Regions from separate parts of the Mus musculus genome. Here all the other regions are linked to region 1. A link is a contact called in public Hi-C and HiChIP or PLAC-seq data. All regions are on one chromosome and are shown on one strand. Each heading gives the region's core, a stretch centred on a gene start, on an enhancer-like site or on the middle of the called end of the contact. The rest is flanking DNA. Distances are from core to core; before and after follow the strand shown.

Region 1 (4,260 bases), core at 1,171-3,670:
ACTCTACCTTATACATGACTATATACAACCTCTGAGGGTAGGTGCTCTCTAATTAGCCAGCTTTCCTGAAAAGCTAACCCTGAGGAAAGCTGGTGTTCCTCCTGTGATGAGTACAGGAATTTGTCTGACATTGCACTCAGAATCCTAAATTACAAGAAGAAAAAGGCAGAATCTAACCTCTTGACATTTAAATTCCTGAATCTCCCACTCTGAGCCATAAGTCACCATCTCCTCAAAATATTAAGATATGGTTGGTAACCCTACATTTCTTAAAAGGATCAAAATAATAGATATATGTGCAATAGTCTTTCCTTTACCAAGTTCCTATATATTATTGTGCAAGGGTCTCAAATGTCAACAGTCTACCAGTGTACATGGATGGAATGATGAGAGTTTGGGATAGTGGTTAAGGTCTCCTAATGGAATAAGAAAAGTCTTTAGAACTTAAATACATCTATAGAATATTTTTATTATAAATACACATGATCTTAAGAGCATAAACAGTTTACAAAGCCAACCAGATTGACTTATTTGAGTAGGTCCAATCATTTAAACATGTGCAGCACACACCACCCCCACCCCTATGCATGTTTGACTGGCATTTGTCAGAGCAAAATGAACCAGTTGGTTCACTCCCCCCTTAAATTAGCAATATGACTAGACCATCAAATTAAGCAACCGAACACATCAATTCTCTCTCTCTCTTTTACTCTCTCTTATTCCCTCTCTCCTTCTTCCCTCCCTCTATCCTTCCTTCCCTCCCTTCCTTCCTTCTTTCTTTTTTGTGAGATCATGTATTTTTGAGTTAGACAAGTGGAAAATAACAATCCTGGAGGCCAAGCTTTTATTTTTTAATCTTTTTCATCATAACAACTTTTCAACAGCTAAACCACTTCAGTAAATATGAGTAAAGAGACAGAGGGCCCAGTCACAGCACATGTTTACAACTAAGTTAGAGACTCTTAAAAATAGGGTGTTTGATGGTCCACTGCCAAGATAGGAACTCCAGCAGCCTGGGGTGCCCAGCTAATAAGAACAGTCCCTGTGCCGATGTCCCAGGAAAAAGCTGCAAGCCAGGCCTCAAATATTCACTAAGAAGGTCCTTAATGAAAGGGAGAGACATTATTTAAATGCAGAGGTTAAGGTGAGAGGGCAGGAAGCCTGCAAATGTGAGAGGTCACTTAGAAACCAAGCCTAAGAGACTGTTTACTAGGGCTCTCACCTGCAGAAGAGAATGAAAGAAACCTGCAGAAAAAAAGCAGACCTGGGGACAGCTAAACAGGGCAATGGTGCCCAGATAGATAACACAACAGACAAGAAGGCCCAGGGTTAGGGAATCAGGCACAAAACAAGGTACATTTGATTTCAGCCCCGATTCCTGAGCCTGGAGTGAGCAGAACACAGACTAGTAATCAACTCAAGAGCTCTCCCGGAGCTTGTGCTCTGGACAACAATCTCACTACTCCAGCATTCCTAGGATTCTTCTTCCTCTCACCCCAAGCCTTGACTTCAGGTTCTTCAGGCCTTGGAGCACTTTGGGAATCTGACAAAACCATGGAGCGGACCCACACTGAACATGCTTGTAACACACAGCAGAGGAACATGAAGTCAAGGAGCGAAGTCTCCTGCCTCTTAGCACAGAAAGCTCCTGACAAGAGTGCTTGGGGAACTGCAGTCTTTTCCTCTCCATTCCTGGGCCGAGGGCAGGATTTAGATGAAACAACAGATTTCCTGAGAAGTGTTATGGAAGCTTATAGCAAGATCTAATTCCCAAAAGAAAACCCCAAGGATGGCTTTTATGTTCTGGGCCTCATGCTCACCATCTCCTCACTTTCTGTGGCCATTCCCATCCAAAGAACAACTCTTCCAGAATTTATACCACGGAGACAGTGTCTGCAGGATTTTCATGTGTAAGGATTTTAGAGAGAGTGATCTAGTTGCAAGTAGGGAAAGAAGTCTCCACACCACACTTACAGAACAGAGGCCGCAATATCTGTAAGGGATCTATAAGGTAAAGGCAGTTTATTTCTAAACATAAACTTGTTTTCCAGATGGACTGTAGCCTCCTCACAACATAGTCAGATCTGGAACCATTCCTCCACAAGAATTAACATTCCATCTGGAATGCACACTGGAGATACTCCATGGCTGGTTCCTGAGCATAAAGAGTCTATCCCAGAGACCAGCCATGCCCACGGGGCCAGTGAGGATAATGACTCAGCATCGTTCTCCTTCCCAGTGAGCACACGTTTTATTTCAGAAACCTCCACAGGCCTTCCAGGTGGCTGTAGAAACCTATCCCAGAATGCAAGCCAAAGCATATCTGTCATTCACGAACTACATGTTCCAGCACTTTCTGAGGCTTAGAAAACAGGAGACAGGCAACTCAAAGAGTGATCTATAGCCTTAGGCATTCCTACTGAGCTGCATCTGCAGCTAAGATGACTCTTCATGTCTAATCAGCACTGGATTGCAAATACTTTGTTGTACTTGCTTCAAAACTCAGGCCTGGATCAGACGTGAGCTGGAGTCTGAGGACACCTGCGTGAGTGTCTTCTACACTCAGCAAGGGACATTGGTTAGAGGTAATAGGACTCTAGCAGCTAGCAACAGTTCAAACTCTTACTGTACCACTACTCAGTCCCTATCTGTCAAATGGGAATAATGTCATGGTTTAAGTACAGGGATATGAGTTAATACTTCAAAAACATTTAGAATAGTGCTTGAAAAATTAGACATATAATGTGATTTTAAATAAGCATGCTGTACTGGAAGGCCATGGTGAAGAACAATATTTCTCACTCTATGCATAGTACACGGTAGAAGGGGTTGTGATCTCAAATTTTCATACTTGTAAAAGCTGGGAGTAGTGGTGCCCAACTTTAATCTCAGCACTTGGGAAGCAGAAGTGAATCTCTGTGAGTTTGAGGTCAGTCCTGTCTACATAGTGAGTTCCAGGATAGCCAGGACTACATCATGAGACCTTGACTCACAAGCAAACAACATGTTTGTGAGGCTGCTCAGTCAGTTTAGTCAGCCACAAAGGCCTGAGTTCAGTCCCCAGAATTCACATACAAAAAGCAAGGGCAGGTACTATGTGTTTGGAATCCTGTTACTGGGGAAGTAGAGATAGGCGCATCCCTGGGGCTCTCTGGCCAGCTAGCTTAGCATACTTGCTGAATTCCAGAATTCCAGGTAGTGAAAGGCCATGTTTCAAAACAGCAAACAGACACACAACAAACAAGCAAAGAAGATAGATAACACCCGAGGAACGCAGCAGATACATCCTCTGGCCTCAACACGTGGACACATATGTACCTACATGTATATATATTTATATATATGCAAGCATTCACACACAGACACAAAAGTTTGTGTTTGTATATTTGCCAGTATTGTTCAACATCCACTGAGTGATGCATGTCAGACGTCTGACACCATGGTGGAACTTTAACTTGAAATAAATAAAGCATATTTTTATCTCCATCAAAAACCTCATCGATTATGATTCTTGCCACTTTCTTCTGGTAAAAGAAAACATTCATCAACTTAAAGAAATGTATTCTCCACTTGGATTTGATTGCATACAAAAGTTTCTTCTAAGCAAAGAGCTGCAGATCTTTCCTTTAAGTCCCATCCAAGATATTACTCAGAAAAGACTTAACAGGAAGGAGAAAAGCTTAAAGACCAGTTGTGGGTCCTGTGAATATCCATGGAGAATTTCCTTTGAGCCCTTACTTCAGAGGACTCTGCAGCCCTTCTCCATGACCCTGCTAGTGGACTCCTAGGAGTCATCAGAAATGCAGCAGCTGAGTGTTTAGTTTCCTAAATTAAACCATACTCTTGTCTTGACTTGTTTTCTTGCAAATTAATGATTGAAATAAGAAAAAATAAGAATAAGAAAAAAAGGCTCCTTTCCAGTCTCCTTTATTCTAGTTTGGTGTGCCTAGAGAGTCCAACACCCTCACTCCATTCATGATTGCCATTCCTTCTAGGAAAGTCATTGGCTTTGAGTTCCTAGTGGGTGAGCTTGCGAAGGTCAAGACCTTCACTGGCCCAGTCTACCCGCAAACGCAGTTAAGGATTTGTAACCCTACTTCCTCGAGGTTGCTGTCAGTGTGCCCTGTAGTGGACTGCAGGCTTGCAGGCTTAGCACAAACAGGTCTAAGCCCTTCCCACTTGTCTGTAAAATCAGCTCTGCAGAGAACATGTGGAGACGATGTGTGGACCTGCTATCCATACATAGCATAGCTGTATTTA
Region 2 (4,260 bases), core at 845-3,344, 180 kb before region 1:
GACTCAAGATAACATATAATTAAGTAAGGGATTTTTTGGCATAAACTGAAAGTACTACAGAAATTCCAAAAGGGTAAAAAGTCTTGTGGTGGGGCAACATCTCAATGGCCTGTGGTCCTAGGGAGGGGCTGACTCCTGGCTGGAGAAGCTGGGCAGAAATCAAAGGAGGGCCTGGATCTGTAGAGAAGGAAGCCACAGTGCTGGTTCATGCTACCGGAACACCAGAATTACAGAGCAGATTAACAAGGCATTTGTGTTTTGTGCCCTTCAGAATAACACCTGGGAATCGAGAAGAAGACACAGGTCTTCTTATCTGAAGTTGAAAGTCTAAGTAGTAACAGAACTCAACACAGAACCAGGTGTCTAGTGTAAGATGTGTACTAAGTTTTTAATTATCTTCTTTTTAAGTCAAATGGATGCTGGCATCAATTCAATGAAAACACCTAAACAAATCTGTAAGACAAACAGAAGGAAAAGCAGCACTTGCCACCAAGCACATGCAAGTGAGTACTAACCCAGACATTGGGTTTGTTATGAAGACTAGCAGGATGGTAAGGCGGTAAGCTTTGCCACGGCTAATTCCTAGTCAAGGAAATTATTTATTAAGTTTTCACTCAAATACTCTCCAGAAATCTTCACAGAGAGATAACGAGTTTTCAACAAATCAATGTTGACATGGAGGAAAGTTAATGCCTACAGGCTTTCCCTGTCTGTAATAACAACTGACCATAGCAGAACTCAAGCACAAGGCAGACAAGAACGAAGTTATTTTCTTCCAGACTGATCATGAGGTTTCCTTACCTGTCATGTGGTACCTAGTATTTGCAAAAGAGTGAAGTGAGGAGCAGAGCACAGAGTGATGAGCAAGGGAATCAGGGACAGAGCCATCATCTTGCAGTGACCCACAGTAGGCATTTAAAGCTTGATGTCTGGCCTCTGTCCACCTCTTGCTGGCCTCTGCCAGCACTGTCTTCTCCCTCTGCCATTTTTCTTTACTCCGTTTAGGCTTGTTTCTGGCTTAAGGCCATCAAACCTATGTAGTTTCTACAGGGTCATTTATTTTACACGCCAATGTTTGAATGGCACATCTGGAGGAATAGGACACTGTGCTGCAGATTTGCCTTAGTGAAACTGTTGTAACTTCTGCAAAATTTGGGGTACTAAACCTGTCCTAGCAGGCAGTTGTAATGAACAAGGAAATCTTCATTCTAGGGCAGCTACTGCTGTTTGTGTCTGTCCTCTGACTTGCCTCCCAAAGTAATCTCTTCTTCTCTCTTTTCTTCCTCTGTCTGTATAACACACACACACACACACACACACACACACACACACACACACCCCTGCATGCATAGGTTTGAAAACTTTAAAAAGCAACTTAAAACCTTTATGATCTATGGACAATTTTACACAGTAATATACATTTAGAACATCTTTGCTCTGTTTCCATTTCTTAACAGCCACAAAGCTCTCAAGTCATTTTTGAAGACAGTGGTAAATATTCTAATTTTAAAGTCATAGCTCAGTTCACATTCACAGTGGTTGTAGACTCTCTCAGTAGTGAATTTCCACGTCGCACAGATGTATGGAAAACACAAGTCTTCATGTGTAACTAGAACAAGAGTAACAGGAGCGCAATCCTGAAGAATGACTCTCCAATATTTGAAAATCCTCCAGAACAACCTTTTCTTGGGAAAGCTATAAAAAGAGTCAGTTTTGCCTGAGTCAGAGCAATTTTTCTAACAGCACCCTCCAGAGCTATGAAAAATTGGCATTCTCTATGACAGATAAAATTTGGAAGTTGGCTCGTAAAGCCTCCCAAGATGTCTGCACTCATTTTCTCCATTAATTCTGGAGAGAAGGTTATCACAAACTGCCCATCAATGGGTTTGTAAATAAAGTTTTATTGTGTCACAGACATACATATTCCTTTGTTTACACATTTGTCTATTGTTGTTCTATGGGTTTAAGAGTAGACCTGAATTGGCCTAATCACACGCACAGTTTCTAACATATTTACAGTGTTGTACTTTCTACAGCACGTGTGTTGTCCTTTGACCTACAAGGACTCCCTTCTTCCATCTGGCCTTCTGACTAACAACGTAAGGATGTCTGGGGTGTGGACTCACTCTGCTCTCTTTGTAAACTTCTGTGTAACCTGAGTCGAGCCAGAGGTTGATTTCCTTAGCCTAAGTTCCTGTTTGCAAAGCAAAGGAAGTTGGTTCAGGTGATCCCCTATTCCTTGTTCAATTCCTTCTAAATTTCTGGGTTCTAAGGAGAATGCGAGCTTTCTTTATCATGTTGTTTTTAACCAGGGATGCTTATAAATTAAAAAAGACTTTCCACAAAACCCAGCGTACTCTGAAACAATTCAAGTCTTTTCTAGTATTCATCAACCGAGCAACCTGCCTCATGAGCTATCATGGCCATGCTGCAGGCTGCAAAGGTGCTGCAGAGACCATAAGGTCAGGTGCACAACTGCTTCACACTTTCCTCCCTCAGACACCCTACCTGCTTATGCCAGGCACGAACTCTCTTCTCTTCTCTGTAGGGTTGTGAAATTGGGTTGAGTGCCCTACTTCTGCTGCAGTGCAGAAATGACAGGAGTTACTACATCCAAAGGGCACGTTTGAGTTCCTGATAGAGACAAAACTCCCTTGCCTTAGTAGGACTGGATTTCTTTCTGTCAAAAGCTTCAGTGGCATTGGCATGTTCTGCATGGTATAATTCTTTCATTAGACACTTAGCATAACCCTGGATGAAAGAAGTGTCACTATAGTAAGAATAATCTTGTTTCCCAAATCCCCACAACAGCTGCTGGATCCTTCTCTAGCTGCTGCCTTGACAAAATAAAAGATGTGAGAGGTTATGTTATCTTAAAAATGAAATCAGGGAGATGGCAGAAAACACTCAATGGTAATAGCCATGATTTAAATCCCTGAAGTCCTATCATCTTTAAAATAAACATTTCTCTTACACATTCTTTCTTCCTGCTCAATAAAAAGGGATGTCTTCGAGTCTCTAAACCACAAAGGATTGGTCCTTAATTTCCATAGCAGGAGGTTTTAGTTGTGAAGCGGCTTACGTAGAATTTAGAAGGCACAATGAACACTATTCACTTTAAGACATTATTTTTCAAAGCAGAAAGAAGTGACTTTCAAGTGGAGACACTTGAATTTTTTAAAAAACAAAACCTGAAGAGAAGTAACACTATAGATAACATTTTGAGCTTGCTCATCATCTTTACACTTTACAGGACATGGGACGGCACTACACATACCGTACATCCTTGAGCTTGCACAAGGACCTGTGCTCGCCCCTGTGTGCTTTCCCTTGCAAGAAAAAGAGGTAAGTGCCACCTATCATGTCTGCTTGATCATCTTCCCAAATATCAAAGAACAATACTATCACCCACCCCCACCCACGACCTCTACTGGATGCTAACAGTTTTCTGAATGTGCACTAGCCAACAGGGATTTTCAGAAGTGGAAATCTGCACTGGTAGCTTCAGTAGAAGAGCAATGGTGCACTGACTCCCCGAGCCACGGCTCTCTCTGGGCCTTCCCCACCGATAGCTGTGTGTTGTAGGATTTTACCTTCTCTCCCTGGCTCGATAGCCTCCCACTCATCCTTTCAGTCCCATGTCTGACCCACTCCTCACCAGCTTGTGGATGCTTGGAGAATAGAGGGATCTATAAAACCAGTGGTTTGTTTGGAAAGTCTTCCAGGATGACCTCAGCCCACATTGATCTCTACCTTCCTGAAGTCCTTTGAGACTCACTGCCTAACCCAGACAATTAACACCTGATTATCCTTGGCTCTGACCACCTGCAAAACACACACACACACACACACACACACACACACATACACACACACTTCTTTTTGATAATTATTTCAACATGAGTTAGTTTCCCCTCTCGAATCAAACTTGTGAATGGAGCCATCTTTCCTAGGTGCATAGTAAACAACCAATATTTTTTCCTTTTTTTCCTCAATAAATAAAAGTTTCCATATGGCATTCACAGAGATCATTTGTTACTTGTGGCTTGGTGGCTACAAACCAAATCTATGGGTCAGAACAGCAATAGGGCAGAAAAGCCTTACCCTTCCAATGAGGAATTTAAAAAATAAACAAATAAAAAAGAATATGCAGATTAGATTAAAGACAGTAGTTCAGAAAATATTTGCAGGACAGAATGTCTAAATATTTAAGGGGGACTTAAATAAACAAGAAGAAAACATACACACACACAAACACAT
Region 3 (4,260 bases), core at 871-3,370, 150 kb before region 1:
TCCCTGCAGACCCAGGGGCTGTGTTCAGCCTTCCATCTGAAGACACATTCGGCTTACCCTTCTAAGCTCAGCTGAGACATGACTTCCAAGGAAGCCGTTCCCGACCGTGGCTTATCATGCAAAGTCGGTTCCTTGGACATGTGTTCACAGAAACCTGTATTTGTCCTCTGTAGTTTTATCCTGGTTACAAACAAGTATTTGATGCTTGTCTTTCCATGTCACCTGGCGTCACCACAGGCATGTGGACTGTGATTCTGATTATGCAGGGTGGGTGGCTAATAAATATTTATTAAATAGAAGACACGCAGACATTCCTTATTCTAAACTAACCAATGAACTGAGCTGATGCTGAGTATAACTCAATCCTCTTCAACACCTGAGACCACCCAAGCAGATCAGCTGAGAACACACACTGTTTGGCTGGGCTACCTGCTACAGTTCTCTTAACAGATATCCAGGAAGAGGAAGTAGAACCCAGAGCCACCTGAGAAGACAGGATATGCCACATAGAAAGAAAGGAATATTTCTGGTCCGAAGGTAGTGTCAAACTCAGATTCAGCAAATTATTGCAAGAATAAAACCATGAACAGCAAGAAGAAAACTGCAAAAAAAGAAGCAGTATTACCTTGGAAATGTAAACTCCAGTTGTCAAAACACAGACACGATACAGTTTTCTCATTCCAGGTCATACACTGAGCATTTTGAAAGGTTATTCTGTGGGAAAACATTTCCAATTGTGCAGTGCAGTTGTAGAAAAACCTTGGGATTTACACAAACTTTGTTTTCATGCCAAATTTCCAGGAGGCCTTCTATTCCCTTAAGGGAGAGACACTGGCTTGTATCACTGTTTAATATCACAGCTCTCTACAACTGGGAAACTTCCCCTAGCATCCCAAAGTTAATCTTTGTTTTGCTGAGACAGGGTCCCATTATGTAGCTTTTGCTGGCCTGGAACTTGCTATGTAGACCAGAACTAACAGGTCCACCTGCCTCTGCCTCCTGAGCACTGGGATTAAAAGCCTGTACCACCACGTCCACCACGTCCAGCTGAGCGTGACCTGTTGGTACTCTTTCTCCTTCAGTAGGCAGCAGGTTCTTCAATAGGAATCTGGCGACCTCTTGGGATCTCACTGCTAAGCACCGTTCAGGCTCACAATTCGAACCCACTGTGCATTTTCTGTGAATAAACAAGATGCAGGTGTCGATTGGGCATTCAGCAAATATGCGCTGAATGGAATCTTGGATGTTCGATGTGGAATGACTTCTCTTTCAAGGTATTTGTTCAGTCAGCTTAACAACAGTGTCTACCATCTAGGAAATTCTTTGTTATGAGGAAATACTAGGAAAGGACCTTTGGCTTTTTAGGTTGGTGTCAACTGAAATGAAAACATTCTCTGTATCATTTGTAAGTGCAAGGGCTATGCAAAACTGAACATTTTTATTTGTTCTTAATTATTTAAAGATTATTTGTAAGTTTGTGTGTGTGTGTGTGTGTGTGTGTGTGTGTGTAGATATGCTTCCACTCATGCTTACGGGTGGTTTGGGAGGCCAGAAGAGGACATCCAATTCACTGGAGCTGGGGTTTGGGTACTTGTAAGATTGTCTGATGGAACTCCAGTGCTCTGCAAGAACAGCAAGCACTCTGAGCCCCCAACCTCTTCAGCTCCTAAACCTGAAATTTAAAAAATTCTAGAGCATTCCTCTGTCCACAAGCTGGATGGCTGTCTGGTTCCCTTTTCATGCTATGTCCTGGGGTTCTGGAAGTGTAGGCAAGGAGGAAATGAAGAGGCAGAAGGTGATGCACACTAGATGAGCAGCAAGAGACAGACAAAGGAGCAGGGGAGGACGGAGGGGAGAGGAAGAGAAAAAGACGCTACAGAAAGAGCAAAATTGCAGTCCAGTTCTTCCTGCTCCCGTGGCGCTCACGCCTGTTTCTGACCAAAGTCATCTCTCTACCTGAGCCTGCGCCTAGAGCTAATTATCTTGTATCCTCCCCAGGATTTTGATACCTTTTGGATCCTGGTGGCTAACATCATTGGTTACCAGAACGAGCAGTAGCACAGACACTGGAAAAACACCAGCGGAGGGAAACACCGTCAATCTTCATAGTTACAGAAAAAGAACTTTTTCTGCCTACTTCATAACCGTCTCATTTTAGTTGTATAGAGTACTGACTAAACATATGTGGACATGGACTCTGGTGCCTGAGTACAATGTGGTCCTGACCTGGTTAAAACTATAACAAAAATATATTAATGGCAAGAAAAATAGGTGACTTTAAAACTGTGGATTGTATGTTGTAGTGCCCAAAGCAGAATGAAACTGAAAGAGGCCACTTGAAGGAACTTGCATGTGTTCAGAAGCCACATCCTGTTGTTATCTGAGGCCCAAGGCAAAGAAGCAAGGAGGCGAGCGTCTTCACTGCCATGCCCTGAGTTGTGATTTGCTGTACACATCTCCAAAGACAGAATTCCCTTCATCTGCTAACCAGCATCCCTGGTGCCACCACTGCCTAGCCCAACTTTTGTGAGCAAACGTTCAAGACACAGAATACAGTGGTCAAACTTAGAGGTCTGGGAAGCGAACAGACTTGATCCCAGCTAAATCTCCTATGACTCAAGGGGCCAAAAAAAAAAGAGCAAAAATTCCAGGCCTGATGGGGCCAGCCAGAAAAGAACAATGTGAAATACCTGATTTTAATTTCTTGTCTTTATTTATTGGGTTGAAATACATGTGGTCTTGCTTCAAGCAAAACCCCTACCCTTTGTTCAGGGAGTTATAAGAGACAAGGACTGGTCCGGTGGAGGGGAAAAGGGATGACATTTTTGTTTGTTTGTTTGTTTTTTGTAGGCATAAAGATCAAACAAATCAAAACCTGGACGTCTCCCAGAGCTTACCAAAGTGGGAAACAAAGCAGGCAAAGCAGGCAGCTCTGTGGTGCACTAATTGCTGCCTGCTATTTTCAACTTGTGTCTTGAAGGTCCTCCTTCATGTAGCTACCCTATCCATCAGGTCCTCCTAAAGGCTACCTGAAGTCTTGGTAATTTCCTAAGAGAAAAACGGCCCACTCAGATGTTCCACCAACTAAGCCTTCTTTTCCTCAGATGGTTCCCCTGCCTTCTGGTGAGTATGTGTTGATAGACTACAGGAAATAGACTGAGATTATTTGTCTGACTGTGTTTACCCCTTGAACTCTCGCTTAGCCTTCCTAGGGTGGGAAGGTGAGCCAAGGATCCTGAGGAGCTCTTCTCTCAAGTGCCCTTCCCCCTAATGTTTTAGAGTGAGAACTGTGGGGAGTAGGGTGGGAAACTGGTCTCCATCTGGAAGCGTTTACACCCTGTGGTGTCTTTAGCTGCAGTCATTTGTCCAGAGTTCCCCACTTATGAAGCATCTTGCTTTTCTCCAGTGAGCATACTGAAGACAACTGTTTGCAAATCCATTTCATGTCACAGTACAGAGGCTCCTTCAAGCTAAGCCAGGCTGAAGAGGCCAGTCATGAGTCATATAGTCTTTCCACACAGACAGTTCCAGGAGAAAGTTTTCCCTTGTGTTGACAGTAGCCACCAGCGTACCTTCTCAGGTCAGGGAGTAGTAATCAAATCAAGTTTCTGTGTGGAAGGCCTCAACTCCTCTTCATGAAACCTCAACATCGCCTTCCCTGAAAGTCTTGGTGGATAACAGGTCTAAGGTCAACACAAGGTATTTTCAATCCTTTTTGGGTTCAATATAAATTATCCGGGGGCTGGTAAGATGGCTGGGTAGGTAAGTGTGCTTAATGCCAACCCTGGCAACCTGAGCTTGATCCCTAGAACCCACATGGCAGAAGGAGACAACTGACCTTCACAAGTTGCTATCTGACCTCCACACAAGTGCAGTGGCATGCGTACCTCCTCTCTCAAACAATAAGTAAATGTATTTTTTAAAGTTACTGGCTAAAAATGGCATATGAAGGCATGTGCACTTCTGTGTGCACCTCCATCTGTGTGTGATGCGCACGTGTGTGCAGAGAATACATTTGCAATGCATACAAGTGCTTGTCATGGTTTGAACGTGACATCAGGTGTCTTCCTGGACTGTCCTCTAGTTTGTTTATTGAGACAAGGTCTCTTGCAAGGCCTAGAGTTTACCAATTCCAGATTGTTGTTGTTGTTACAGCTGTCTTTGACTCTCATTACTGAGTTATAAGTGGCTGCTACCTCTGCCCAGTTGTTTTCACATGGTTTCGTGGAAGCAAACTCCAATCCTCATGCTTGAATGACA

The links. A called contact is a pair of places that touch in the nucleus more often than the background predicts. HiChIP or PLAC-seq counts read pairs in DNA pulled down with a chosen protein or histone mark.
Region 2: a contact with region 1 is called in an H3K27ac HiChIP or PLAC-seq map of embryonic fibroblasts, with 14 read pairs. The contact joins two enhancer-like sites. A contact is called at or near these places in 1 of 15 datasets of contacts at CTCF or cohesin (the NIH/3T3 cell line), 6 of 484 Hi-C or Micro-C datasets (bone marrow-derived macrophages, brown adipocytes, cochlea and 3 more), 13 of 115 datasets of contacts at active chromatin or transcription factors (CD8 T cells, bone marrow-derived macrophages, double positive thymocytes and 8 more) and 2 of 9 other capture datasets (adipose tissue and liver).
Region 3: a contact with region 1 is called in a Hi-C map of bone marrow-derived macrophages, with 26 read pairs. The contact joins two enhancer-like sites. A contact is called at or near these places in 2 of 15 datasets of contacts at CTCF or cohesin (CD8 T cells and the NIH/3T3 cell line), 7 of 484 Hi-C or Micro-C datasets (B cells, CD4 T cells, CD8 T cells and 3 more), 19 of 115 datasets of contacts at active chromatin or transcription factors (the 230-238 cell line, CD8 T cells, the HPC-7 cell line and 15 more) and 2 of 9 other capture datasets (adipose tissue and liver).

Annotation. Positions count from the first base shown.
Region 1 is chr9:13,312,856-13,317,115 of GRCm38.p6, reverse strand. The region is part of intron 1 of Maml2 (mastermind like transcriptional coactivator 2); the gene reads right to left. Among named protein-coding and RNA genes, the nearest start is that of Maml2, 17 kb to the right of the region's middle. Within about 2 kb of position 2,420, at least 60 of the 459 cell types and tissues checked have an H3K27ac peak or open chromatin away from gene starts, as enhancers often do. A contact at or near this core is called in the NIH/3T3 cell line, adipose tissue, bone marrow-derived macrophages and 1 more, where this site is marked.
Region 2 is chr9:13,489,880-13,494,139 of GRCm38.p6, reverse strand. All of the region lies in intron 1 of Maml2 (mastermind like transcriptional coactivator 2), which reads right to left. Among named protein-coding and RNA genes, the nearest start is that of Phxr4, 61 kb to the right of the region's middle. Within about 2 kb of position 2,094, at least 33 of the 459 cell types and tissues checked have an H3K27ac peak or open chromatin away from gene starts, as enhancers often do. A contact at or near this core is called in the NIH/3T3 cell line and embryonic fibroblasts, where this site is marked.
Region 3 is chr9:13,464,706-13,468,965 of GRCm38.p6, reverse strand. All of the region lies in intron 1 of Maml2 (mastermind like transcriptional coactivator 2), which reads right to left. Among named protein-coding and RNA genes, the nearest start is that of Phxr4, 35 kb to the right of the region's middle. Within about 2 kb of position 2,120, at least 89 of the 459 cell types and tissues checked have an H3K27ac peak or open chromatin away from gene starts, as enhancers often do. A contact at or near this core is called in adipose tissue and bone marrow-derived macrophages, where this site is marked.